Regions from separate parts of the Mus musculus genome. Here regions 1, 3 and 4 are each linked to region 2. A link is a contact called in public promoter capture Hi-C data. All regions are on one chromosome and are shown on one strand. Each heading gives the region's core, a stretch centred on a gene start, on an enhancer-like site or on the middle of the called end of the contact. The rest is flanking DNA. Distances are from core to core; before and after follow the strand shown. Region 1 holds the start of Dll4 (delta like canonical Notch ligand 4). Region 2 holds the start of Ccdc9b (coiled-coil domain containing 9B). Region 3 holds the start of Ndufaf1 (NADH:ubiquinone oxidoreductase complex assembly factor 1). Region 4 holds the start of Nusap1 (nucleolar and spindle associated protein 1).

What was found. Promoter capture Hi-C pulls out the DNA fragments that hold promoters and counts their contacts.
Region 1: a contact with region 2 is called in a promoter capture Hi-C map of pre-B cells, with 2.6 times the contacts expected there. The contact joins the promoter of Dll4 here to the promoter of Ccdc9b in region 2. A contact is called at or near these places in 3 of 39 promoter capture datasets (embryonic stem cells, liver and pre-B cells), 1 of 484 Hi-C or Micro-C datasets (embryonic stem cells) and 1 of 115 datasets of contacts at active chromatin or transcription factors (pancreatic cancer cells).
Region 3: a contact with region 2 is called in a promoter capture Hi-C map of liver, with 2.6 times the contacts expected there. The contact joins the promoter of Ndufaf1 here to the promoter of Ccdc9b in region 2. A contact is called at or near these places in 2 of 39 promoter capture datasets (liver and pre-B cells).
Region 4: a contact with region 2 is called in a promoter capture Hi-C map of pre-B cells, with 2.3 times the contacts expected there. The contact joins the promoter of Nusap1 here to the promoter of Ccdc9b in region 2. A contact is called at or near these places in 2 of 39 promoter capture datasets (liver and pre-B cells).

The regions. Positions count from the first base shown.
Region 1 is chr2:119,319,848-119,327,128 of GRCm38.p6, reverse strand. Dll4 (delta like canonical Notch ligand 4) reads right to left here and starts at 1,345. Exons shown (of 11, transcript NM_019454.3): 1 at 923-1,345; 2 at 542-814; 3 at 9-66. The coding sequence starts at 988. Gm14207 (predicted gene 14207) reads left to right here and starts at 932. Exons shown (of 4, transcript NR_030683.1): 1 at 932-1,148; 2 at 1,800-1,961; 3 at 2,153-2,284; 4 at 5,463-5,930. Gm52558 (a long non-coding RNA gene) reads right to left here. Exons shown (of 3, transcript XR_003954054.1): 2 at 5,032-5,189; 3 at 4,805-4,832.
Region 2 is chr2:118,757,302-118,764,622 of GRCm38.p6, reverse strand. It overlaps Ccdc9b (coiled-coil domain containing 9B), which reads left to right and starts at 1,962. Exons shown (of 11, transcript NM_001001982.2): 1 at 1,962-2,117; 2 at 2,865-2,978; 3 at 3,227-3,334; 4 at 3,942-4,097; 5 at 4,174-4,302; 6 at 4,916-5,115; 7 at 5,367-5,422; 8 at 5,980-6,033; 9 at 6,120-6,210; 10 at 6,745-6,784; 11 at 6,867-7,321. The coding sequence starts at 1,971.
Region 3 is chr2:119,659,697-119,666,440 of GRCm38.p6, reverse strand. Ndufaf1 (NADH:ubiquinone oxidoreductase complex assembly factor 1) reads left to right here and starts at 3,607. Exons shown (of 5, transcript NM_027175.4): 1 at 3,607-3,832; 2 at 5,782-6,439. The coding sequence starts at 5,858. H3f3c (H3 histone, family 3C) reads left to right here and starts at 289. Exons shown (of 1, transcript NM_001370931.1): 1 at 289-1,325. The coding sequence starts at 405. The coding sequence ends at 815.
Region 4 is chr2:119,616,565-119,623,355 of GRCm38.p6, reverse strand. Nusap1 (nucleolar and spindle associated protein 1) reads right to left here and starts at 5,058. Exons shown (of 11, transcript NM_133851.3): 1 at 4,461-5,058. The coding sequence starts at 4,553. Oip5 (Opa interacting protein 5) reads left to right here and starts at 4,851. Exons shown (of 6, transcript NM_001042653.1): 1 at 4,851-5,198; 2 at 5,436-5,502. The coding sequence starts at 4,895.

The DNA.
Region 1 (7,281 bases), core at 96-2,595, 560 kb before region 2:
ATACTCACCTGGCCGCAGGTCGTCTCCCGGTGTGTGCCAAGCTTGGATGTTGAGTGAGAAGGTTCCCTGGGAAGCAAAAGGGGGGGTGGGGGACATTAGAGATAGCGATATCAGCAGGGAGGGAAAGGAGGGGGTGCCTCGCAGCAGCCTGTTTAATTAATCTAATTGCAGGATATAGTTACGGAGCTCGGCTCAACATAACTGGTGTTCGCGCAGCGCTGCGCGCGAGCTGAGAAGGCAGGGGAGGGATGAGGGATGCGGGAGTGTAAGTGAGAGCCGGGGGGTGGGCGGGCGGCGCCGCGTTGGGGGTTTGGTAATGAAATTCGTATCCCAAGAATTGGGGAGAAGGAAAGGGAAGAAACTGGGAGGAAAGACTAACCAAAGCCTCTCCGGGATGATCCTATGAGAGAACAGGGGGGCGGGGGCAGAAGAGAAAGAGCCCTTGGGGCTCTCCAGAGAGCGCTTTGGAAAGGAGCTCTGGTGTCCCGGCGCTCCCTTCTTTCCCTTCGGTTATCTCCCGGTGCATTTAAGTTGTGCTTACCGGCCAGGTGAAATTGAAGGGCAACTGCAGAGGGTTGCGACCACTGCCGCTATTCTTGTCCCTGACGACGAAGGAGTTGGTGCCCAATACCGGCGTGGAGACATTGCCAAAGGTGCAGGGTCCCTCGGAGAAGGTTGCCTGGAAGTGCTTAAGGCAGATGCGGAAGAAAGTCCGGCAGCCCGGTTCGCAGGACTGCCCATTGGCCAGCATACCGCGCTGGTTGACGAACTCCTGCAGCCGCAGCTGGAAGATGCCGGAGCCCGCAGCGCGCTGCTGCACAGGGACCGAGAGAAGGAGGGAGGAGAGCGGTCAGGCTCAGCCGGGGCCGGGGCGCAAGCCCGGAGCGCTGCGGGAGGGGGCGGAGAGGACGTGAGACATTACCTGCGGCCACAGTACCGCCAGCAGCAGTAGCGCCCAGCGACAGGCGCTCCGGGACGCAGGCGTCATCCCTTGGGGTGTCCTCTCCACTCCGGGACTCCGAATCTGCTTGTTAGGGATGTCGCTCTCCCGCAAGTCCCGTCTGCCAGCCGAGTTCCTGAAAAGCTGATTCCCCTCGGGACGCTGCTCCCTTGTCGCCTTCTCAAAAACTCCGCTGCTCGATGCCTCGGTAGGTAATCCAGGTGAGGGCGACTGGGCGGTGGCTGCTCTAAGTACGTGTCCTGGAGCAAATCCTAGGGTCTCGAGCGGGCTAGTGAGGGAGTACACTGCACCCAAGTGACTTTGGCTGCAGCTCTTGGCCTCGGGTTCCTAGCCTGCGAGCAGCGCCGCTACTGAAACCTGCTTGCTCCAGAGCCTTTCTTATATATATTGGCTGCTCTTCGCAGCCTGTCAGTCAGACAGACTCACGGTCACTCTCCCCTCCCCTCCAGGCCTCTAGTGGCTACAGTCCCAGCACCCACCGGAGGGGGCCTCCGCCCCCGCCGCTCCCCCTGTCAGCCAGCCAGTAGGGCGCAGGTCCCCGCCCCTCTTCCAACTTCTGGGCTTCCAGCTCTGCGCGTGCCCGGCGAGCAGTCCTTAGAGATCGTCTGCTTAAAGGCTGAGACCCTCGCCACCAGAGGATAGGAGGGTAGCCCAGTGATGCGGCGGGAGGTGAGGTGGTTCCCGAATGGTCCAGGGGGTGGAAACTCTAAGGGGTCCCCGTAGGCGGTGCACCTGATCCAGGCATTAGATACCTACAGTCCTCTAGCAGGTGGGGAAAGCTTAAACTAGGAAAGCAAAAAGCAGGACCAGGGGATTTGGATCTCCCTTTCCTTTCCAGACTTTAGGTAGCTCCTGCCTCGCTGGCCTCCAGCCTATGTGTGCCCACCCTCCACGCGTCCCCAGCACCGCAGGGAAGCCATCCGACGCCTTAACCTTTCCCTGGCTATTCCAAGCAAGGCAAAGGGCCAAGCGTCTAGGACTCTGGTCTTCTCTGCACCTGGTAGGCGTGTCACCTCAAGCAGCAGGGCGTGCCCAGCGCGTGCCTTCTCTCTTTGTCCCCCACCCCCACTCCCTCCTGGCTCGTGCTAGAGCCAGGACTAGAGGTTCGAAAGAGAGGTGGGGGGCGTGGTTCTCGAAGTGGGGGGGGGGTCCTCAGCTGTATGGTAATGAGGTTCTAGTCTTTTCCCTCAGTGCCTATCTCACCTGGGTCGCGCTTGGTCTCCATATCCTCATCCTGGCCCCCACCCGCGTCCCCTAGCTCCGCTGGAGTAGGGAGGAAACTTTCTTAATTCCAGAATTTCCTTGGGCCACTTGAGAGGCAAGGTGAGAGAGCTTGAGGCTGATCAGGTCTAGATCTCTCTGCATAGGGCAGGATGTAGGGTGGAACTGGAGGCGCATAGAGTTGTTTGAGTTTCGGGTGGTTTCACCCATGTCACACGCGCGCCTCTCCCGGGTGGCCTCCGAGCGCAAACCCTGCAGCTGCTTTCCCAGAACCCGTCGTGCTCCCCCGAGGCTGCAGACCGGGGAGGGCTGGCTTCTCCCAGTTTTGGGGGGTGCTAGATTTCTCTCTCTCTCTCTCTCTCTCTCTCTCTCTCTCTCTCTCTCTCTCTCTCTCTCTCTCTCTCTCTCTCTCTCTCTCTCTCTCTCTCTCTCTCTCTCTCCTACAGTGAGAGCGGTGGGGGCCCTGTGGCTTCAGCTGTCAGCCCTCCCGCGTGGTGATTGCTGGCTATGGTCGGACGATAAGATCAGTGCGGGCGGGGGTTGAGGGGAGCAGGGACGCGGCTCCAGCCCCAGGGAGGCCGTGGTAGGGGGAAGTGGAACCCAACAGCTGCCAATGACGAACATGGTCTGATATTTTGACTTGGGTGGTGGTGATGGAGAATTGGGGGGGGGTAAGAAACATGAGGTTGTGAGCGTGGGGTGGGGGGTGGGGTGAGGTGAGGCGACAGGCTCCGGGGTCCCCCACGCACGGCCACCCCTCCCAGCCACCATCTGGCGCGAGCGGGTTGGCGTGGGGAACCGAGGTGAGGCGGGGGCCGGCAGATGGGCCCAGGCTGCACTAGCGAGTTAATGTAGGTTATGGGCAAGCCGAGTCCCAGGCCCGAGGGACGGGGAGCTCGGGGCGTACCTCCCGGCGGTCCTGGCAAGTGGACTTCCAAATCCTCTCTGTCTGCATCCTCTTTGCACCGTAGACCTGCCTGGAGTGCCAGAGGGTGCTCCCTCTCTCTCCTTGGAGCTGGGCTTGCAACCCCACCTGACTCTAATGGTTTTCATCTAACAGTTTTCATCTCAAAATCCTAGCCTGGGAGTTAGTAGAAACTCTAACGCGGGCACTTGCTTGACTCTCAAGGGAGACTCCCACACGGGATATCTATTATTTTGGAAGTGGCCTACCCTCATACACATTAGTATGCCAAAATATTTGGCAAATAGTGAAGGGCCAAACAAAAGTTGGAATCACCATTTTCCTCAGAAATGGACAAATCACCCACTTATAAAATTTCTGACCTAAGAAGGAAAAAGTGTTCATTTTTTCTCTCTCTCTTTTTACCAGAAGCACCTATTACAATATTCCTCTTCGGAACACCACCCTTAGCCTTGGGTCCCTGCTAGAGTTCCCATCTGCTGGTATCAATCTTTACCCACATTGCTAGGCACCAAGGGCTCAAGCTGTGGTGCCCAGTGTCTCTCCAGACCACACAGCTGGAGTCCTTCTCTGTCACTCCGTAATTAGTAGAACCAACTCTCTAGTGGAAGAAAGACAACACCCTTCTGGTTACTCAAAGGAATGGAAGGTTGTGAGGCTCATAGCAGGCCTCTAGTCAGGGCCATCTGGCTCTGACCCTGATGTAGATGGCCCCTAGGTCTCTAAGCCATACGACCTGGGTTCCCATAAACTACAGCTCTTTCTTGGGCCTACAGCTTTTCGACTCTACAGAGTCCTCAACATTTCCCAGCCCTGAAGCCCGAGTAGCAGGGAGGCCAGGCGAAGCCTTTCTCCCTACAAGTCTCCTGCTTCTACTGTTCCCTCCTCTTGGCCACTGTGCACGCTATTTTTCAGTTTCTCCCATTATGCAGAACCAGCCCCCGGAACTGAAAAACAAAAACAAAAACGCCAAAGCTGTCTTTCAGCGGTGTCCCCAAACTGGCTGCAGGTTACTGGGGTGCGGCTTCGGGCCTCCTTCTTAGCTAGAAGCCTACAAGCGCTCCCCAGGGCCACCAGCGCAGCTCGGAGACCTCCAGCGCGGTGTTATCTCAACTCTCACCGGCTACCCTTCCCAGGGGACAACGATCTGGACCTGGCACACTGCACCCGGGTAGAGGCGAGGTGGGGTCTGAGCTACTGCGCCCGCAGGACAGGCTGGGGGCGGGGAAGAAGGCCTGCCCGGGGCGGGGCACTTAAGCCTTGAGAGACACTGCTGCGGTCGCTGCGGAGAAGGGGCCACGTGCTGCGAGCCGCGGCCGGGGAGCTGCACAGAAGGCGGGGAGATTTGCAAACTGTTGCTGCCACATGGCTGCTTCATTCGATCCATTCACATTGAAATGAGGCCGGCGCGTGCCTCATCTGCCGCAGGGCGCTGCCACGCGTCAGGCTGGCCCTCCGCGTGCCAACTGGGGCAGTGGGGCTGGCAGAGCCTGGCAGCCGTGGGGGCGCAGCTCTGGCCTAGAGGCTGGGAGGGGGGTAGGGGAAGGAAAATCAACTTCTCTAGCCACTAAGGCGCCGCAGATTCTCGGACCTTGGCCCCGCATTTAGGAGTGAACCGACAGAAAGGAACAAGACGAACGGTTTGAGAGGGGGGCCAGGATCGATGCCGCCGCTCCCCGCAGATGCGCCCCGGCAGCGCTGCTCTCCATCTGCCGCTGCTCGCACCTGCCGGTCAATAAATCGATTTTACAATTTAATGCAGCAGCTTCCCGCCCGCCTCGGACAGATGCCGCCGCAGAAGCACCTCCGCCCTCTCCCCTCCCCTCGAGGGGCGCCAGCGGTTAGGAACCGGTTTCCCGCTTAGCAAGCAGCGCCCCGCGGCGCGGCGCACTTTTCCCTACTGCCCCTTGGAGAAACTGCGTACTTGGAGTTTTTGCCCGGGGTCAGAGTGGATTCCCCAGAGAATAGGCCTGAGGCTGAGGGAGGAGAGAGGAAGATGATGACTTAGCATTGGCCTCGAGGACTGGCTGGGGGGCTTCAAGGAAGGAACAGGATGCAGGAACTGATGATAAAATCCCAGGGCTAGGAGAGAAGAGGGGCATGGTGTTGTAAGTCACAATGGGTTCTGAGGATTGAAGAGGAGGCCCGAGCACTGAGGTGGCCTGGGGTCTCACCCCATTCTCCCCTTAGTCTGGTGAATGAGTATGACTCGGATTTGGCCAAGAAACGTAACCACGGCTCTACATCTGTTCTTTCATCCCTGCAAAGTGATAATAATAGCGATCTGGGAGACTGTATTGGACTATCCATTTTGCAAGATTCAAAGAATAATTTAGTTCCTTTCTTTCCCTCTAGGCAACATGAAGACAACCAGAGGCCACCTCGGGGGCGGGGCACAAATGAAATTCACGGGTAGAGGAAAAGACAGAGGACACACTCCTAAGGGAAGAGGCAATAGGAGCAGAACGGAGGAGGGGAAAGAGCAGAGCGTGAAAAGTCAAGGTTTCGGGGCCTTTTTTGGTAGGAGGCCTGTGATAAGGTTCTTGACTGAACAACCTGGCCTAGAGAAAACCTTCCCACTGAGACAACTCTCCTGCTGGAGGGTAGTCTTTCAGAGCAGCGGCCTGCAGAAAGGAAGAGATGTCATCCTTGAATGGATCTAATCAGAGAGGGTGCTGGCCTCAGAGAGAGGGGGGGCGCGGGGGCGCGCTCGGCTTTTCCTCATACCTCTGAGAGACCCTACTTCCTGGGTTCACTGTCCACTGTCTGGTTGCTCATGCCTGATGACTCAACATATGCCAAATAAAGGATACCCAAGTGGGCAGGATTACTGGGCACGGCAGAGAACTGCTTGGGTTTCTCCTAAGGCCTGGAAGGCCTCCCACCTCCTTTCCCGGGGTCCCAGGCACAGTGTCTGGAGTAGTTTCATACTGTTTCCTTGGCTTTCCAGAACACAGAGCCTGGCACTGAGGGGAGTTTTCTGTCTCGGTAAGAGTGTCTAGGGCCTGCAGCAACAGTAGGCTTGAGAGGACAACCTAAGGATTCCAGAAGCTTCTTGGCTGTGCCTGCTGAGTGGGAAGCTTGCTTAGGGCCTCGTGGGTGCTGGTTAAAAAGAGAGAAGGTGGGACAGGGCACAGACTTGGCAGCTGCAGAACTGAGATAAGCCTGCTAGCAAGGGCCAACCTGATGACGACCCCACAGCTGCCTCGGCTACATCTGCCAAACCCAGGAGATGCCTGGAAAGCTAGGGCCAGGAACAACACGGTGGGTATTTCCAGCCACAGAGGAGGCTGGGCCTTAGGGCAGCCTCCGTGGCATGTTGCCCAGAGCCCTGGTTTCCCCTTCCCCGGTTCCTTCCTGTCCGAGCTCTACCAATGAGCAGGGAGGCATGGGACAGGGGGAAGGCTCAGGAGTACCTCACTGAGGGACCCCGAGTTTAACTGGAAGTAGTGTGATCCCATCACATTGAGGTAGAAGGAGGAGGATTAGGAGTTCAAGGCCACTGGAGGACCCTAGTGTGGTTGCCAGCACCCATGTTATGAAGCTCACCATCATCTATAACTCCAGATCTAGGATAGCTGACTCTCTTTTCTAACTTCCTCAGGTCCACACATAGAAACACTTGAAAAATCAAAATAAAATCAAGAGGTAGAGACAAGCAGCTGAGTCCAAGGTCAGTCTGTTCTATGTCCAGAAGTTCCAGACCACCAAAGTTTATATAGTAAGATCCTGTCTAAGGAAAAAAAAATCCTAGCCATGTGTGTGTGTGGTAGCGCACACCTTTAAACCCAGCCCTAGGGAGGCAGAGGCAGGCAGATCTGTGAGTTCAAGCCAGACTGGTCAACAGAGTGAGTTCCAGGACAGCCAAAGCTACACAGGACAGCCAAAGCTACACAGAGAAACCCTGTCTCCAAAAACAAAAAAGAAAAGAAGAAGAAAAGAGAAAGAGAGAGAGAGAGAGAGAGAGAGAGAGAGAGAGAGAGAAAGGAAGGAAGAAAGAAAGAAAGAAAGAAAGAAAGAAAGAAAGAAAGAAAGAAAGAAAGAAAGAAAGAAAAAAAAAGAAAGAAAGAGAAAAAAGAAAGAAAAAGAAAACAAGCATCTTGAACGGAAAGCACATGTCAGGCTGGGCGTGTGCTCTTCAGTGTCCAAATGGCCATTGCCTCCGACCATCATC
Region 2 (7,321 bases), core at 713-3,212:
CCCGCCCCCTCCCACAGCCCGGCATTTCCCCTCTTCCAGGGATCCGTCGAGACACACCTGCCTTCTTCAGCTTGTGTCCATCTATCTGAGTGGTCAGAAAGGCAGTTACAGCCTGTGCACAGGTACCCACAGTGACACAGTGTAGTGCTGGCTAATTCCATACTCATCCTGCAGGCAATGAGGCTTTACGGCATGGGGGCACTGGGCCAGGCAATGGGGGAAGCTCAGAGCACTTAGTATAGCAATCTGCCTCTGTCCGGTGGGAGAGCAGACTGGTAAACCGTGTTTTTGTGGGGTCTGCTCAAGGGCGTGAGAAGCTGTGAGTGACACTTGGAAACACGTGGCCGGCAGCTGGAGCTTCAGTCTTGTCTTTGGAGCTGTTCAGGGTACATGGTACTTCAGCCTGGTGGCTGGGAAACTTTTGTGTCTACATTCAGGATATCTTCCTGAAGCTCTTACAGGGGGCTGGGTCATCCTATCTGCAGGGTTGCCAGATGTCTACCTGTGCCTCCTGACCCCTCTGCTCTGACACTGGCTGGCAGTGGAAGCTGAGAAGGACAAAAACCTGGCCTCGTCTCTGTAGTCTGTTTACATCCCTCCTTTCTAAACCTGATCAAGGACTAAAATTACAAAGAGTGGGGGCTGCATTAGGTCTCTCTCCCTCTCGGACTGCGATCTGTGTAGCAGGGGCGGTTACAGTGGGAAGCTTGGGACTTCTGGAGGTTTCTGGGATAAGGCTGACCTCAGCAGTATTTGTGAGGCAGGGTGCAGAGAAGGTGGAGGAAGTGTGTGCTTGTACGTGTGTGTGTGTGTGTGTGTGTGTGTGTGTGTGTGTGTGTGTGTGTGTATGTGTGTGTAGACAAAAGCGGAGAGGGAGACAGAGAGAGAGAGAGATCTAGGAGCTCGGGTGCGTCACTGTTGCTGGGAAAGTAGACAAGAGTCTGACTCAGTGGGAACATCCGGCAGGAAGGGAGGAGGGTACACAGTGGCATTTGCAAGCAGGATGGGAACTCAGGAGCTGCAGAGATGGGGGTGTGGGGCCAGGGGCGAGAGCCTGGACAGCAAAGGGCCTTAGCATGGTGGCTAGAGACCGGGGTGGGGGTAGATTATGGTGAGGGGAAATATCTGAGGCCTGGTCAGTCAGGGACATAGGGGATGCCAGAGTTTGTGACACTCATGTCAAGGCCTGGAAGTCAGGACCACATAAGAACTGAAGCTGACCTAGGCACCCCTGGGCAGAGACTGGCCTCGGCTGTGTGAAGATACTTACTTGGGGAAGGAGTCTGTGTCCTTTCTTGGGATCTGAGAGTCTGCAAATGTTATCCTGGGAGTGTCAGGATGAAAGGGCTCTGTGAGAGGATCCCAAGGGAAGAGGGCTGCTAACTGTTCCCAGCTTCTGCTGGGTTAAGGACCCCATAGAAAGGCTCCTTTTAGCATGGTAGGGGTCTGGAGACCCAGAGAGTTAGGCCTCCAGGAGTGGCCATGCTTGGAGTACAGAGAAAAGCACATTCCAGCTCAGAAACCAAATGGGGGAGAGTGGCATTTTGGGTCTGTGGTGGTGTGAGATGGCCTTGGGGAGGAGGTTTCTCACTCTTATCTAACGACTTAAATGCGCTGACTGGACAGCCAGCAGGAAAGCAGAGAAACGCCCCGAGGGAGGGCCGTCAGCCATCGTGTGGAACCTGCATCTCTTGCCTTTTTCTCCTAGTGGGAGGGATGAAGACCCAGCTATCCCATTTGTGGGCACACACAGGCGGGCGGGTCTTACTGGGGCTCAGGATCACAGGTGAAAGTGGGCCCTTCGTGCCTAGATCTCCTGTGCGAGGACACTGAGGCAGGGCAGGGATATGTGCTAGACAAGACCAGCCGGCTGCTGGTGCCCCGGTCCTCGCCCTCTGCGAGTGGAAGGGTGGGGGTGGCGGCTAGGCGTTCCTGGCTGGGAGCCCAGAGCGCTCTTTTGTAATCACAACATGATCTCTTGTGCTGAGCAGCGAAGCAGAAGCCGGCAGGGAGAGGCCGACAGGGCCGGCTCTGGTGGCTCCAGCTTCCCTCCAGCTCTGGCTCCCGGGAGCTGTTTTGAAATTCTCTCAGCGCCTGGTATTTCCATGCATTTGGCCGTGAGTGGCACCTCCTCTTTGGCAGGGGGGCTTCTAGAGGATGGGAGGGAGCTAAGCTACGAAGCAGCCACATTCTGGGGACAGCTGGTGGCAGCTGGGCCTGGGAGAAAGAGAGCCACGAGGAGGCAGGTGGTGGGCCGGGCAAGGCGCTGAGCAAAACATAGACCCCACAGCCAGACAGAGAAGAACCGCAGATCTTGATGCAGAGGCATGGCTCGGCCCAGAGTTGCTCCCAGCTGGGCCTGCTGTTCTCCTGCCCCATCAGTCAGCAGCTCAGACCTGGAGGGCTCGCGGAGCCCGTGGGAGCTGCTCTCTCCTTCGGACTGGGCACAGGCTTAGGGAGTGGGGTCCGGTGCCTGGGAGGCCAGAACCAAGCTAAAGCCTGTCTCTGTGTGTGTGGTTCTAGATTTGGGAGGCAAAGTGTCCCCCCTCGACCTCCTGAATCCCCTGGCAGCTTCCCAGTCACGGCAGGTTCGGCTGCCAGAGCCATTTTTAACTCTCATTCCAGACTGTGCTCACAGCAGAACCCCCTGGGGAGCCAGGGGGAGGGGCAGCCTGCTGCTGGGAGCCGAGGCCCTGGGTATGAAACCCTGACCTGAGCCCTCAGTAGGCAAACTGGCAGACAGGCCTCACTGGGGTGGGGTTTGGCCCTCTGTAGACCATCTTCCTAAGAAACCTCTTTCACCCTGGGTGCTGTAGCTTGGGGCTAAAATCCGTTCCTTGTATTGGGTTCCATGCCTTCTACAGGGGCCCCACAAAGCCGAGTCCACAATGCGCCGGCATGAGGAAAAAGATGCCGAGCTGGACCGTAGGATAGTTGCCTTGCGCAAGAAGAACCAGGCCTTACTACGAAGGTACCAGGTGAGTGTGTTGTGTCGGCTGAGAGGACTCCTGTGGCTGGGGTCCCTGGCTACCTTCAAAAGGCTGTTTACACAGTGGGTTCTCTCTGAGGGCCTTAGCCCATGCCCCCATCAAAGTCTTGGGCACTGGTGATGTGGTGCCTCTGCCCCCTGGTGTCCCATTGGTGTTTTTCTGTGTAGGCCTGTCAGTGTCTGTGTGTCTGTGAGCCTGGGGGGCCATGGCCTTGCTGACTTCAGGCCCTCCCACAGGAGATCGAGGAAGATCGTCGGCAGGCGGAGCAGGGGGGCATGGCTGTGACCACTCCAGGGCTCCTCCAACCCGACAGCCTCACGGTCACCATCAGCCAGGTTCCCGGTGTAAGTCTCACCTTGGAGACAGGCAGGGTTGAGGCCTGGACCATGCCTGGGGTGTTAACACTATCCCATTTCTCCTAATTGCCTTTCTGGGTGTCTCCCAGCAACAACAGACCTCCCAAGCTATTGCCATCTTCTCCAAAGGGCCACAGATGAAAGGCTACCAAACAGAAACCTTTGAACAGACTTTCCCAGTCCTACAGCTCTGCATGTAAACCCTATGTGCAGAGCACAGCCTTCTCCTTACCCCAGACCCTGAGGCCGAAACCCTGCAGGAAGCAGAGGAGGGAGAAGTCTGGGCTGTAAGCAAAAGAATCAGTGTCTTAGAGATAAGGCCATATTGTCTGCATACTCTGGATTTTTTTTTTTTTTTTTGATTCAGAGATGACAAGCCCTTGTGGCATCTTGGATCCCTCTGTTGGCTCTGAGCTCTGAATAACTAATGCCATTGGCATGTGAACTCCTGAAGGGCCAAGCTTTGCCACGGGCATTCCAGGGAGGCCTAGGGCTGGAACCCAAACCTAGGGAACCCCTCCCCCCAGCACCCAGCACCCAGGTTCTGCTCAGGATGACCCATGTGGCCTGAGGACACAGGCATCTCGCTCTGCAGGAGAAGAGGGTGGTCAGCAGAAACTGGGCCAGGGCGCCCCTTTCACCTGGAGTGACTACCACACTGACAGATGATGAAGATGCTGCAGACGCACCGGGTACTTTCAGCATGGGGCACCGGGTGGAACTTGCTGTCACCATGGAAAACAAAGCCAAGGTGAGCAGTTGAGACTTCCAGACCTCAGGTCTCCCTCCCTTGGCTCAGCCATGATGCCCATCTATACCTTCTCCAGGCCAAAAGGATAGTAAGTGAGAAACCCACGACCCAAGCGCGGAGCCCAAGGGCAAAGGGGACATCTGGAGGAGGCCGGAGCTGGCGTGCACCCTTGCAGATGACTTCCAGCTCAGATTCAGCAGGGAAGGTACATCTTCAAGCAGGGGTAGGGACACAATCCCTATTTGGAGAAGGCAGAGAAACTAAGTAAGGTATGTCCCTTGCCTGGGCAAACCTGGCCTAGGCACCACCTGTGAGAATTCTTACCTTCTTCCCCTTCTCTGGCCAATATCCGCTTTGGGTGTGCCTTGCAGTAAGAAATAATTAAGCCAGATATATTATCCAGCCATAATATGATCGATGACTCGACTCTAAGGTGTCAGAGGGATGTGTAGGTGACTGGCTATGTGCCAGCTGTGACCTCTAGGTGGCAGCAGCCCCTTGTAATTGTTCTTGATTTTGCTCACCGCCTATGGGTGCCCCTCCTATCTAGGGCCGGTCTGGTCTATCCACACCAACAACTCTAAGAAAAGGGACGCCTCCTTTCACAGATAAGGACATAATACTCAGAGAGGTTAAATTACCTGTCTCAAACTGGAAGTGAACACGTGGATGCGTGCAAAAGGTCCACAGCAAGCACAGCATGCTGGAGACGAGACAGACCTAATTATGTACTGGGAAGTAGAGACCGTGAGAGAGGAGCTCCATTCAAATCTTCTCTCTACTTCTCCCCCATGATATTAAGTGTCTTCCCCTTGCAGGGTGTTCTGGAGCCCCGGAGTCCAGGCGTGGTCTCAAGTCCACCTCCCCAACAGTCCTTGGGGCTGTCCCCTGAGGCCAGCTGGGACTACACGCAGTGGAAACAAGAGAGAGAGCAGATTGACCTGGCCCGCCTTGCCCGGCACAGAAACCCACAGGGTGACTGGAGCCGCCCGTGGGACCTGGACAAAGCCAAGTCCATGTGGGTGGCATGGCTGAGCAGCTTGCTGTGACTGTGGGACTTGGGTAGGGCTAACTATGGGTGCCTCTTGGAGGGAAAAGACTTTTCGTCAGACCCTGGTCCCAGGGTTTTGTGCTCTGCCTCTTTCTTGGGACCACAACTCTGTGCTGCCCTGAGCTATGGGGTTAGAGGAGACAGTGTCTGGGTGGAGTCTGATGCAGCCTCTACCCACATTGCCACGAGTGACGTAATGCCCTTCTCTGTCTACACAGGCCACAGAACTGCCACAAGCCTAGGGACAGGGACCTGGCCATGGGCAGCAGGAAGGGTGAGCTGATCCCCACCTCATGCTCGTGTGCCTTGTTTGTTTTTGGAGAGTCTTAGCCCAGGCTGGCCCAGAACCCATGATCCTCTTGTCTTGTCTAGGATCCTACTACCCTGTCTCTTCATCAAAGATGAAAAGGGACACGGAAAAAAAGTCTGTCCTTCCTTCCCCTCCCACACTCTCTAGTGTTTTCTGAGCTACGGCTTGGGCTAGATTCAGTGGGAGCCGAACTAGGTCTTTCCAGATGTCATTCCTTGTGGGGTAAAAGTCCTGTCGGCCCTCCTGAGCTTGCTGTGGGAGGAGTCCTGTGACTTTCTGGTGATTCTTCATACACAGAGCCTAGGGGCCAACGAGCTGACCGAGTCATTTAGCTGGGCAGTGTAAACACAGTCCAGGGCCCCAGGCCAGGGGAGGCTTTTCTGCAGAGGTAGCGTGGGCTTTGGGAAGATAGAACTCCTAAGGGAAGGAAGGACCATTGGAAGCTTCCTGGTACTAGAGAGCTCCGGTGTCTGTTTTAGATTCTTTGACACTCCCACCCCATTTACTTTGTTTCCCTTTAGGTCCTAGGACCCACCAGAAGCCTCAGCACCCACCATCATCCCTGGATGGAAAATGTGAGTTGGGGGCAGGAAAGGAGCAGAATCGCTTCAGCTGGTGAAGGCAGTTGGTACAGCCCTCCATCCTCCATCATGTCTTGCAGGTCGGGGTGGACAATCTGGAAGACCCTCGATGACATCCACCATAGGCAGCAACGCCCAGGGGAAGGAGAGGCTAACTGGCAGGGCCCGAAGGTAACAGGGGACAGGGGACAAAATCAAGGCAGGTATGTAGGTGTCCTAATTTCCTGGACTGGCCCAGGTCCCTCTGCTCCATCCCCAGGGCCCCTGATTCCTGGTTGCTTGTTGCCTGCCACAGGTTAATGAGATACCAAGAAAGGACACCAGCAGAGGTGGTAGTGGTTAAGAGCCTGGTGCCCAGAGGCTGTGGTAATTACAACAGCACACTTCCCCTGGGATGTGAGGTGTGCCTTTCCCAGGCAGAGCATGCAGGAACATGCCCGGAGTCCCCATGGATCTCAAGGTGCAGCAGGCTCAGCCATAAACAGCAGCTGGGGACCTGGGGTGGATAGTCAGAGGAAATGGCTAGGTTTGATTGAGAAGTAAGGTCAGGCTGGGTAGGAAGCATCTAGAAGCCTCCCTGGCTGTACTCAGAAACCACTGGGCTTTAGCTTCTCCCTGGGGTGCACAGGCCACGAGCTATGAAGGGGGTTACTTGAAGCAAGGTGGAGCCTGGAACAGGCCCTGCTACTTGCTGTGTTTCTGCAGGTATGACATGAAAGAAGATGAGATGCTGCAGAGCCAGGAGGTAGGTACTTAGGACAGGACAGGACAGGCTGGGGACAGAAGCCCCAAATTTACTACCCAGCTGGGCTATTCTTTTGCTTCAGGGAAGCCAGAGCAGCACGAAGACTCCCAGTGCAGAGGAAGAATTCGTACAGAAGCGGAATGAAAGGGAGCCAGACAGACAAGAGACCGTGCCTGCAACCAGCCCAATTCCAGCCTCCCCAGAGGGGCTAAAAGGAGAGTCGGGGACCTCTACAGCCAGTTTGGCCCCAGACTCTCCACAACATTCTGACTTGGCTCCCCTCGACCTCTCTGTGGGAGGAGCTAGCAGCCGCAAGCCTGGAAAAAGTACATGTATACTCGGTCCAAAGGCTGGGGCTCAGCAAAGTCCAGTGTCATGGCCAAATGGTTCTGAGCAGCAGACCCTGGGGTGCACTGACCACCAGCCTGGGCTGGAAGTCCACAGTTGCACTGAGTCACAGAGGAAAGCACAGACCCCAGAGCCCATGGAGGACAGGGCTGGCAAGGCTGGGGCCCAAGAGAATCTGACACCAAGAAG
Region 3 (6,744 bases), core at 2,358-4,857, 900 kb before region 2:
AAACAAAACAGATAGATTGTCATGGGAACTATGGCTCAATAATTTTTTTCCGATGAAGAGTTCCACAACCAGTTCCAGGAGGCCTCCCCTTTTGAGGTCAGTCACCTCAGTCTGTAGAACTTGTCACACAGATCCTACTGGAGGTGCTGTGGCATAAATGATCAATGTTTATTTGTTGACTCAAGTGACTTGTGTCTGGATTTTGTTGTGGTCAATATTTCTAGCAAGTGTTACTCCAGTTAGGACCTTGGGATTTGGTATAAGGATATCTTTAAGAAGAGCATTTCAGAATTGTGTTCGCAGCCTTCGCCGCGCCGCCGCCGCTCTCCAACGCCAGCGCCGCCTCTCCCTTGCCGAGCTCCAGCCGAAGGAGAAGGGGGGGTAAGTAAGGAGGTGTCCATACCATGGCTCTTACAAAGCAGACTGCCCGCAAATCCACCGGTGGTAAAGCACCCAGGAAACAACTGGCTACAAAAGCCACTCGCAAGAGTGCGCCCTCTACTGGAGGGGTGAAGAAACCTCATCGTTACAGGCCTGGCACTGTGGCACTCCGTGAAATCAGACGCTATCAGAAGTCCACTGAACTTCTGATCCGCAAGCTCCCCTTTCAGCGTCTGGTGCGAGAAATTGCTCAGGACTTCAAAACAGATCTGCGCTTCCAGAGTGCAGCTATTGGTGCTTTGCAGGAGGCAAGTGAGGCCTATCTGGTTGGCCTTTTTGAAGATACCAATCTGTGTGCTATCCATGCCAAACGTGTAACAATTATGCCAAAAGATATCCAGCTAGCACGCCGCATACGCGGAGAACGTGCTTAAGAGTCCACTATGAGGGGAAACATTTCATTCTCAAAAAAATTTTTTTCCTCTTCTTCCTGTTATCAGTAGTTCTGAATATTAGATATTTTTTCCATGGGGTCAAAGGTACCTAAGTATATGATTGCGAGTGGAAACATAGGGGACAGAATCAGGTATTGGCGTTTCTCCATGTTCATTTGTGTGTGAATTTTTAATATAAATGCAAGATGTAAAGCATTAATGGAAGCAAAATGTTTCAGTGAACACATTTCAAGAGTTCAACTTTATAACAATTATAAATAAACCTGTTAAAATTTTCTGGACAATGCCAGCATTTGGATTTTTTAAAAATAAGTAAATTTCTTATTGACAGCAACTAAATGGTGTTTGTAGCATTTTTATCACACAGTAGATTCCATCCATTCACTATACTTTTCTAACTGAGTTGTCCTACATACAAGTACATGTTTTTAATGTTGTCAGTCTTGTGTGCTGTTCCTGTAAGTTTGCTATTAAAATACATTAAACTATTAAAAAAAGAAGAAGAAGAGCATTTCAAGCTGGGCATGGTGACACACGCCATTAATCCCAGCACTCAGGAGGCAGAGGCAGGTGGAATTCTGAGTTCAAGGCCAGCCTGGTCTACAAAGTGAGTCCCAGGACAGCCAGAGCTATACAGAGAAATCCTGTCTCAAAACAAAACAAAACAAAACAAAACAAAAAAAAAAACAAAAAAAAACAACAAAAAAAAAACAAACCAAAAAAAAAAACCCTAAGTATTTCAAGCTAACTTGTAATCTTGTATAGATTATAGCATGTAATCTATAAAAGACTTCAGTGGTCAGCTAACTTTCATGAAGCACAGCAGGCAAACAAATGGAGAAACTTCTGAGACATGGGTCTCCTTGAGGATAAGCGAAGCGTACCTCTGTACTCAGAGCCATTAGGACTGCTGCGGCAGGGGGAGGTACTCTACCATCAATCCTTATAACCTGAGTTCAAGCTTTTGAACACACTCTATGATTCCCCTAAGCAATCAATCCTAAAAATTAAAATACAATGATATTAGGTTTTTAAAATTTCTGGGTCACAACTTGTGCCCTGAGACATGTCCAGCCACCCATCCTCAATAAGCCATATTCCTTCCTAGAGTTGGCAGGCTCCTTTCACACAGGTTACAGCAGGGGAAAAGCAAGCCCAAGACATAGGCTACTTAACCATGTCTCCTTGACGCCTACCACCGAAGGAATAGCAGAGTTGCATCTCCCTGTCTCTGTAGTACCTAACTGAGTTAAGGTTAGGTTCTCTAAACCATTGAGTTCTCTCTCCACTGCAATGGTCACAGTTCCTCTATTTAGCAATAATATGATAACATTGTTCAACAAACAAAGCCGAACAACAAAACCAATCCTGAACAGAAACTGCACCAATGATTGAAAAGAACCCCAAATTGCTCAAAAGAGTCCAAAGATAAACAGGAAAGCAAAACCCGATGCATACGGATGAGAGAAACGTACTAAAGGTCCTATTTTTCTCAAGAATCCACAACAAAGCCCCAAGTTGATTTTCTGCTTCACCAAGTAGAGGTAAAAAGCAGCTGATGAGGGTTCGAAAGATGGGTCCGTGATTAAGAACACTTTCAGGGTTTGGTTCTCCGCATTCACATGGTGCCTACAATTTTAAGTTCATAGGTTCTGATACCTTCAGGCCCCCGAGGGAACAAAGTACACATGTTGCACTTACATATGTGCAGGAACCAGCCTAACAAAAATAAAGATACTCTAAAGAGACATTTTGTGTCTCTCAATCTATCAGATTATTTCAATAACGAACCTCAAAGAAATGGGAGCTTCCCAAGGAATCTTAAGTAGGAAAAGGAAAAAGCAAAAACCAACCAACCAACCAACCCCCCAAATTGTCTCTGGGAAACAGATTTTCACAGTTCTTATAAGAAAAATTAGGCGAAGAGACAGACTCAAAAGGCTGAGACTGTTTTATTGGAAGAGTGAGGGGCCTCAACCTTTCTATGGGATGAAAGTTGAACGTGATTAGAGGGACTGTGGTGCTCCCCCCCGCCCTCTCTCTCACACACACACATACACACACACACACACACCTTTATACCTATATACCTATACTTAGATAGCTACCAGGAAATTATGGCCTGGAACTCCCAGAGATACAAATACCCCTGCTTCCCCAGAGCTGGAATAAAGGTATGGACTACCATGTCAGGCTTACTTTTACTTCTTAATTTGGCTCTTTTAACTGGCCTACTGAGGATGGGTGATTGGGGCTGACTTGGGACACAGGTTGTGAACCCCAAGTTGGAAAACATTTTAATCGAAGTGTGCACAAGCTCTGTTGTGTGGATTACATAGGGGCACGACTGAGGAAAGCCAGGATTGATAGCTATCTAGGTGTACAGTGGCTCTCCAAAGGCAGTTAAGTGGCTTTCTAAAGTCACGCAGCAGACAGTTCTCAAGGGACTACAGGGAAGAAGAGGCCCAAGCGGCCAGGCATCTAGAAGTGAAGAGGCGATAGCAGTGCAGAGATCCTGTTTAAAAGAGGATTGGTATTTACATACGGGGGCGGGGTACAAGAAGCTGAGCGAAGAGCTGGCTCACAAATGACAGGACATTTCAGAAAGCGACCCCGCTGGGGAATTTTGAGGACCTGAAGCCTCCGGTTGTCTTACGCTTTAGGATACTTTCCGTTACTCTTGAACTATCTGAAGCTCTTGTTTACTGTACACCTAGTTTGATGTCGGACAGGAAAAGTAGCGGGACCACAACCGGAAGCGTGGCGAACCGGGCGAGAAAAGTAGAAGGACTATTCGGGGGAAGCCGAATGTGGGGTCTGAGAAGGTGAGCGGAACCTTCTCATAGGTGGGAACTGCAGGGACGAGGAGGTCGGGAAGAGTCCTGGCGGGTGAGGTGAGGGTCGAGGGGCTGCCACTCCTCGGGAGCGCCTAGCTTCAGGAGGCTGGGACGTGACCAACCCCGCGCCTGCCGAGAGGTGAACGCCTGGTCTTCAGAGTGAGTTTGGTCTCTGGTGTGTGACCTCGAATAATTATTTAATTGTGGAATCTCCTTTTTTTTAGTCTTTGTAATTGGAATAATACTAGAAGTACCTGTCTCAGGGTCAGGATTATCGTGAGAAGTCAGTAAAAACACACGGAGAATAGTTGCTGGCACATGGGAAGCCCTAGGTTGAACAGTCGTTTCTGTACTCAGTAGTACAGTCATACTGCTAGGAGCGGTGTGAATATCTTATTAAAAACTCACAGTTAGCTTCGGACCGACGTCACCCGGTTACTGAGTTTGACCGAGTTTCTTGTAAGAAATTATTAAACAAAACACGAAGTTGTAGTATTGTTAGAAAAGTAATAAGACGTCTGAATGTTTGGAAAACAGGGTTAAATAATGTTATTTATAATCCCACCATTTTACCTTCTTACTTATTTAAGTCCTTTTCCTTATCAAAATTTTTTGTCTTTTTATAATTTTGCTTTCTTTTTTTTCTTCGAAAAGGGGTCACATAATGTCCACCTTACCCTTGAACTTTCTACATTTCAGAAGATGACCTTAAATTCCTGATCCTTGTTTCCCTACTTCCCAAGTGCTGGGTTTTGTAGGGTGCACCCAAATCTTACCGGGACTTTGATATTTAAAAAGTGTTCTCCATGAGCTGATGGGCCATCACCTGGGAGTCGAGGCAGGAGGATCAGGAGTTCAAGACCAACCTGTGTCAAATGGGACCCTTATCAAAAAGAAGAAAAAGTACAGCATATATTTGGGCATGGTAACAAATGTCTGTAATCTTAACACTTAGGTTGAGGAAGGAGACTTTGATTCAAGGCCTGTGTCTACTTTATTAGAAGCCCATTTTATCAAAACTGCCAGATGATTTAAAGGGACTATAAAGTTTAAGAAGCCCCTTGTTAGAGGGAATTATATAGGCATGTAAACCCTCACGCTTGTGACAGAGATAAAGGATTATGAAGCTGTTGGTTCAACAAATAATAAGTTTTCAGGATACTGAGCTTCATACTGGGACCTGGACGTACAACATTGAATAGTCAACCATTAAGATACTTTCAGTGGGGGGGTGGGGGGGCTGGAGAGATGGCTCAGCGGGTAAAATATATGATAAATATATTTTATGGTAAAATAAATAATTTTTAAAAACACAAGGAAAATCTGCTTTAAAGTTGACACAGCCTCTCAAGGTAGCTTGTGGCACACGTGAATTATTTGGGGTCGATCATCAGCTCTGTGAAGCTAAGGCTGCATTTCTCATCATGGCAGTTTTGTTTAGTGACAGGTCTCTTGTAGGCCAAGTGGCCTTGAACTCGCTATGTAGCTGAAGATGACTTTAAACTCCTGATTGTCCTGCCTTTGTCTTCCAAGTGCTAGGGTTACAGGCATGTGTCACCAAATTTCACTATATTGGTACTTTTCTTTTTTGGTTTTTCTTTTTTCTTTTTTTTTAATATTTATTATTTATTATATGTAAGTACACGGTAGCTGTCTTCAGATACTCCAGAAGAGGTGTCAGATCTCGTTACAGATGGTTGTGAGCCACCGTGTGATTGCTGGGATTTGAACTCCGGACCTTCAGAAGAGCAGTTGGGTGCTCTTATCCACTGAGCCATCTCACCAGCCCTCTTTTTTGGTTTTTCAAGGCAGGGTTTCTCTGTGTAGCCCTGGCTGTCCTGGAACTCACTCTGTAGACCAGGCTGGCCTCGAACTCAGAAATCTGCCTGCCTCTGCCTCCCAAGTGCTGGGATTAAAGGCCTGAGCCACCACTGCCCGGCTTTACCTTTTTTTTTTTTTTTTGCAATTAATACTCTGCTTCTGATAAAGCCACTGTTGAGTAAATTGGGGAAAAATATGAATGTCATAATTCATGGTCTATGTTGAGTTTGAACTTGTAATATATTTATTCATTGCTCTGCTGATAATTGGTGTTTCTTTTGTTATAGGTGGAATTGGGCTTATTGTTGAAGCTTGTTTTCTCAGCCCGGGCAAATTTTTACATTTTAATACTTTTTTCTTACGATGGCAATGTCTTCCATTCACAAATTACTGACTGGCATTTACATTCATAAAAATTTCCTGAGGCCAAGGGCTGCATTACCTCCATTTGTGGGTAGTCACTGTGTAGACTATTCTTCCAGTAGTCTTCAGAAAAAAGTGACTTCTGTTGACAGAGCCTCCCAGCAGGGAAAGACTGAAGAGGGCTTACAAGGACATGACCACAAAGAAGTTGCTTTGGATGCACCTTCTCCTGACAGGACACCTGAAGTTAGTTTTGATAAAGCAATTAGAGATGAAGCAATAGAACATTTTAGACGTTTGAAGGATGAAATTGTGGCTCATTTGAGAGGCCCAGACGGCCGCCCATTACAAGAGGTCATAATGGAACAAGCCAGGGTTGTCTGGCAGTTTCGTGAAAAAGAAGATTTGGATAAGTGGATAGTGACTTCTGATAAGACAATTGGAGGTAGAAGTGAAATATTCTTGAAAATGAGCAAGAACAACCGAAGTGCCCTGCTTTATGGAACTCTGAGCTCTGAGCCTCCTCAGGATGGGGACAGTAGACAAAGTGGATACTGTGCCATGATCTCCAGGATTCCACGGGTAGGTGTGGCCTGTTCTCAGTGACTTTGATTGTAGCGGGAGCTGTAACTGACACTTGCTCTTCTGTAAGTGAACACATCTGTTTTGCCTTATAAGGAGGTATGTAACTGCTTGGCCTTAGTGTAAAAGGGGGCATTACTTTGGGTTTGAGAAGAGTGGTGCATCTGAGAATCCAGAGAAGATGGACTTTGAAAGGTATCCCGGGAGATTGGCATCTCCAGCTTGGACTAGAGTCACCTTGTAGCCTTTATTCTTGGTTTTAAGGCAGGGTCTCTCATGCAGCTCAGGCTGGCCTTGAGCTAACT
Region 4 (6,791 bases), core at 3,809-6,308, 860 kb before region 2:
GCTTCCCTGTTCTTTCCAGGAAGAGAAATACTATTCTGACTGGCTTTCCTTTTTTAAAAGATAAGCACAGCAATCCCCTTAGATTTCCAGGCCAGAATGAGACCCTATTGTAAAACAATCAAAAATCAAGTGTAGGGGCTGGTGAGATGGCTCAGTGGGTAAGAGCACCCGACTGCTCTTCCGAAGGTCTGGAGTTCAAATCCCAGCAACCACATGGTGGCTCACAACCATCCGTAACAAGATCTGACTCCCTCTTCTGGAGTGTCTGAAGACAGCTACAGTGTACTTACATATAACCAATAAATAAATCTTTAAAAAAAAAAAAATCAAGTGTATTTGTTAGGTTCCTTTTTCCCTTATTACACTCAGGTACACAGTTGAAGGCCAAAACTCTTTTTAAAAGAATTTTGTTTGTTTGTTTGTTTTCGAGACAGGGTTTCTCTGTGTAGCCTTGGCTGTCCTGGAACTCACTCTGTAGACCAGGCTGGTCTCGAACTCAGAAATCCACCTGCCTCTGCCTCCCAAGTGCTGGGATCAAAGGCGTACGCCACCACGCCTGGCCCTTAAAAAATGTTTAAATTTATTGATTTTTAGTTTTAGGGGCTTGAAGAGATAGCTCAGGAGCTAAGAGCACTGGCTGCTCTTCCAGATGGCCTGAATTCAATTCCTAGCAGCCACATGGCAGCTCAGTCTGATGCTCTCTTTGGTCTGCAGGCACAATCGTAGACAAAGACCTTTATATACATAAATACACTTGCTTAAAGCTGGGACAATGATGCATGCATGCCTTTAGTCCCAGCACTCAGAGGATAAGAGTAAACCCATCTCTGTAAATTTGAGGCTAGGCTAATCTACAAATTGAGTTCCAGATAGTCAGAGCTACATACTGACACCCTGTCACAAAATAAAATAGTAAAATTAACTTTAAACTAATACAATAACTTTAAACTTTTCTTTTTCTTTCTTTTTTCTTTTCTTTCTTTTCTTCTTTTTTTTTTTTTTTTTTTGGCTTTTCAAGATAGGTTTTTGTGTAATCCTTCTGTTTTGGAACTAGCTCTGCCTACCTCTGCCTCCTGAGTGCTAAGATTAAAGGCATGTGCCAACCCAACCTGGTTTAAAAATTTTTTAATTAAAATATATTTACATGCGGCTGGAGAGATGGCTCAGTGGTTAAGAGCACTGACTGCTTTTCCAGAGGTCCTGAGTTCAATTCCCAGCAACCACATGGTGGCTTACAATCATCTGTAATGGGATCTGGTGTGTCTGAAGACACAGCTACAGTATACTCATATACATAAAATAAATAAATAAATCTCATTTTATACACACACACACACACACACACATACATAATGCCCTCCCCACCCTATCTTCCAAGAGCCCATCTCTTTCCTCCAACTTCTCTCCATGTACCCATGTACCTGGCCTTGCTCTTTCTCAAATTCATGGCCTTAAAAAAATGCTATACACGCACAACTCTAAGTCTATAAATACAAGCTGCTTGCTTGCCCTGTACAAGCTGGAAAAGCCCGCCTGTCCTACTTCCCACAAGCTGTCTGCAGAGAAGACTTCGGGTTAACATGTCATCACTCCTAGTCTCCAGCAATCCACCAAGTGCCCAGCTAGGGGCTCAGTTTTTGACCATACATGGATGCAATCCCAGCTCCTAGCTGACCCCTCCACTGTGAGATCAGTAAGCCCACCTGAGATCTGCCTTCTAATGCACCTGCTTTTGTCTACTTTTTAATCTGCTCTAATCTGGCCTGTATCTGCATCACAAGGGAGGTAAAAACCTATTGCTGCTCAGTTCCTGTTTCTTGTGTGTCTATGATTCCACACACTTATGATAGGCTCAACCTCTGAGCTTGGCTCTTCTCACACAATTTATCATTTACCAGAAGTAAAGGGCAAAGCACAAAATGTGCTCTGTACTTTAAGTACAGGAGTTTTGTTGGGGTGTGGCCCCAAGTCACGCGCCTTAACTGTACTAGACTTCTCTGCATGAAGACAACTATTAATAAAATGGTTCTTATTTACTACAATGAACCTAACCTAAGTAAGGCCTCCTCTCAAATTAATCCAGGTCTTTTTTTTTTTTTTTAATTAAAGACAGGTTTCACTATGTAGAGTTGACTGGCCTATAACTCACTAACTGGACCAGGCTGGCCTCAAACTCCGAGATCTACCTAATCTAGGGCTTAGTTCAGGATTGACAAGATGAACAATATGCCCAGTCTTGTTTGTTTGACAAGACTTCAATTCATGGTCCTCCTGAATGTGCCTCCCCAGTGCTGGGATTATATGTCAGGCCTACCAAAATTATAAACAATTTCTTTTCTTTTTTTTTTTTTTTTTTTTTTTTAAGATTTATTTATTTATTATATGTAACTGTTGTTGTCTTCAGACACACCAGAAGAGGGCGTCAGATCTCGTTACGGATGGTTGTGAGCCACCATGTGGTTGCTGGGATTTGAACTCCGGACCTTTGGAAGAGCAGTCGGGTGCTCTTACCCACTGAGCCATCTCACCAGCCCACAATTTCTTTTCTTTCTCTTTCTTTTGTTTCAAACTGTATCTTACTTTGTGACCCTGGTAGTTCTGGAACTCACTATGTAGACCAAATTGGCTTCAAAATCACAGAGATCCACCTATCTCTGCCTTTTCTCGCTAGTGCTGGTATTAAAGGCGGTGCCACCATGCCCAGATAGATGCAAATTCTTATTTATAGTGAGTGAGTGAGTGTGTTTGTGTGTGTGTGCCATAGTGCAGGTGTGGAGTTCAGTGGACAGTTTTGTACAGTTAATTCTCTTCTTCCATTATGTGGGTCAAAATACCAGGCTTGTGTATCAAACACCTTTATCCCGTGAGCCATCTATCTCACTGCCTGACTAGGACATGGTTTCTTAACATACTATCTCACCAAGGATGCAACAATGAGAAGGGAGGTGTCTGAGATAGAAACAAATGAAGACATTTAGCAGGTCAAATAAAATGGGATGAAGCTCAAGTTGCCTGAAAGCTCAAGTGTTATTCATCAGCATTAATCATTGATGGAAGAACTAACTGTTCTTACATTGTGCAGAGCACTGTGCTAGGAGCTAGAGAGACTGGTGAACAAAGCAGGCAAGCCTTCTGTTGGAAGCTCCCAGTGGACTAATGGGAAAAGAGTTTATAAAATACCAAGTGAGCTAGAAATAAAGAACACAGCAGGGGCTATGAAGCAAACCCCAAACTACTTAACTGAGGTAGGACAGGGTGCTCATCTGAGCAGCTGAGATGCAGAGGCAACAGGTGTAGTCTGATAAACAATTACAGTCAGGCCATCGGTGGAGGTACAAGCCCATATATAGTCTCAGCATAAGTTTCAGGCTACTCAAAGCTATATACTGTTTTCCAGGATAGCCCAGGCAGTATAATGAGACTTTATTTCATTAAAAAAAAAGGGGGGGGGAGGAGGAAGAGGAGAAGATAGCAAAAACCTGAAGGACTAAGCTTTAGACAATAAGTTGGGGAGCCATTAAGCACTAAACTCAGAAACATTTCTAAGTACTCTTCAGTGCCGTTCAGCCAGATAAAAGGTGTACCTATGGCCACATTATTCTATTTAAACCATTTAAAAACATTTATGACAACTAATTAGAGATTTAGTGCAAATAGCAGTTTGCTGTACAAATCTCTGGTATATACATGTGGGCAAGCTTCAATATAGCAAGTCCAATCTCACAATGAATCCCCACATTTTCTCTGAACACCTTGCAAACTCAGAATTCAAAGACCTTATCGGTTTTGAAAAAGACCACCATCACAATAGTGATTAATGTATGGACAATCATACTAGATCACGGTGGACAGGCATCCCATTAAAGGTTCACGAGAGTGAAGGTAGTGTCATAGTTTACTGAACAGTAAGTAGAGTTTTTCAGAAGAAGTCGTTTAAAGTAGTTTTTCTTCAACTGCCTAATAACTGGCATGGAAATTACACTGATTACGTCCTATGGGCCTTCGTTTCCCATTTGGTACCAGGAAGTATTAGCATTTCCATTAAGAAGTCTTTATAAGAGCTGGGCAGTGGTGGCGCATGCCTTTAATCCCAGCACTTGGGAGGCAGAGGCAGGTGGATTTCCGAGTTTGAGGCCAGCCTGGTCTACAGAGTGAGTTCCAGGACAGCCAGGGCTACACAGAGAAGCCCTGTCTTGAAAAACCAAAACCAAACCAAACCAAAAAACAAAAAGTCTTTATAAGTTCTCCAAATATAATAAAAAAAGCCTCCAACTAGAGTAACAGCCTCGGCTTTTCTTTCGTTTAACAAATTCCAGTCACTGTGAACAAAACCTACCTACTCCTCCCAAAATAACGTCCCTCGGGGGTTTCCTCTCAGTCACTTCGCGCCCTGTCCCCCAAATCCCTGGTCTCTTCTACCCCGCCCACCCAACTGCCCGCACCGCCAGCCAGCACGGTACCTTCATGTTAGCCCGGAGGCCCAGCCTTTTGGCTAAATTTTGCAGGTCGCTGTACTTAAAGGAGTCCAGCTCCTCTGCAGAGGGGACGGTCATCGCGTTCTGCAATCTCGGTGATTCCCAGAAAAACAGCCACACAACTCAAAACAGAGCGGCTCAAAACTGGCGCCACCCAAGACGTTGACAAGCCGACTTATATATGGAGTTTAAATTAAGACTGCTGTAAGTTCATTGGTTGAACTGCCTCGAGGGTGGGGTTTCCGATGCGGGCCAGTAGCGTGATTGGCTGAAGACCGCTATTCCGCAAACTATACCAATATGCTGGCGCTGAGCGTATTGAGAGCGTGTCTTTCAGGAACATTGTCCAATGAAGACGCAGGGAGACAGGTGGGCGGGACTTGGAGCGTGCGAGAAAGAGGCGCGCGCTTCAAAGAAATATGGCGACTCTCTCGCGCCGCAGTCTTCGCTTCTTGGAGACCCAGTCACGTCGTGACTCTTGTGATACACCTTTTTCTCTTACCTCCTCCATGGAGTGGGACACTCAGGTGGTGGAAGGGTTCTCCCCTCTCGGGTCCTCCGAGTCTAAGGTGAAGGCGTCACCTGTCGACCTGCGGCTGCCTGCGTGGTTGGAGCCGGAGAGATGTGCCGTGTTTCATTGCGCGCGGTGCTACGCGGTGCTCGGCGACACCCTGCACCTCGCCTGGGACCTGTCGCGGTCCCTCGGCGCCCTGGCCTTCTCCAGTGAGTGAGGCGAGGGTAGTTTGTGAGGAAGATAGACCAGAGGCAGATGAGGAATGGGGGACAGTACTGCCCAGGGGAGGGAGGGGTTTGTTTTGTTTTCCCGAGTTGGGCTTCAAACCCAGGCCGTCGCCTGAGCTAACCCAGCGCCCTTGGCTGAGCCCCACCCATTTTGTTAAGTTTTATGGGCAGATGAATCTGCTGGCAGGTATTTCTTCTCAAAACCGTTTTGTCTTCCAGAAGTCACAAACAACGTCGTTTTGTTAGAGCCCTTTTTGGTTGGCATAGAAGGTTTTCTCAAGTCCAGGTACGTGTGGAGAATTCCTGAGGTGGCGCTCTCTATATATTTCCCGATTTAATGACAGTGAAGAGTATGTAACTGTTGTAAACAAGAAAGAAACTTTGTCTTGTGACATGTTTACGCTCTCCATAGAGTATGTTTGAGTTGTAAACTCTTTACCGGTTTGAATCATATAAACATGGCATTGGTGAAAGTTAAAGTTGGATGTAGGTTTTAAGGTCTGTGAGAGAACTAGGACTATTAGTTATTAGTTATTAGTTATTAGTTATAATTTCTCAGGGTTGGTAGCAAATACCTTTACCCACCGAGTCATTTCACTGGCCCTGAAGTGACATTTTTGATATAGTTACAAATTATTTTACTTTTGATATTGGTAATAAAGGTCTTTCCTTGAATTTACAATTCTGCCTCTGCCTGCAAGTGCTGGGATCACAAGCATGGGAACCTGCACCCAACCTCTTTTTTTTGTTTTTTTTGTTTTTGAGACAGGGTTTCTCTGTATAGTCCTGGCTGTCTTGGCACTCACTTTGTAGACCAGGCTGGACTTGAACTCAGAAATCTGCCTGCCTCTGCCTCCCAAGTGCTGGGATTAAAGGCATGCGCCACCACCGCCTGGCCAACCTCTTTTTTAAAAAGCCTGATTAAAAGTTTTAATTATAAGCCTGGCGGTGGTAGCACATACTTTTAATCCCAGGACTAGGGAGGCAGAGGCAGGAGGATCTCTGTGAATGCAGGGACAGCCTGGTCTACAGAGCTAGTTCCAGGACAGCTAAGGCTACACAAAGAAATCCTGTCTGAAAAACCAAACAAACAAAAATTTAATTACAGATTTGGAGATGTGCTATAGCTCAGAAGTACAATGTTTGCCTATATCAAGAAAAATGCATGCAAGAATAGAGTTAGATTTCTGTTCCAAGTTATAATCTAAAAACAGTTTTATCACATTTATTTGTTTGTTTATTTATTTATTGTGTGTAGTCACATACCGAGATGCACACATGAAGGTGAGACTATACCTTTGAGGGGTTCAGGCCCAGGATCACACTTGGGTTGCCAAGCTTGGCTGCAGGCACCATTCCCTGCTAAGCTATGAATCTAGGCCTGACTTCCTCACTGTGTTCCTCTGCTTGTGTGCATTCTGACTGAGGTAAATGGTCACGTTTACTAGTAACCTTGTGGTCTTGAAATACCTTTTTTACTGTCTTTGAACTCAGTAATTGATTATTAGTTTATATTGTATGTGGCACAACACTTACTGTAAATTATTTCAAAAAGTCTTTATGGATTACAATCTA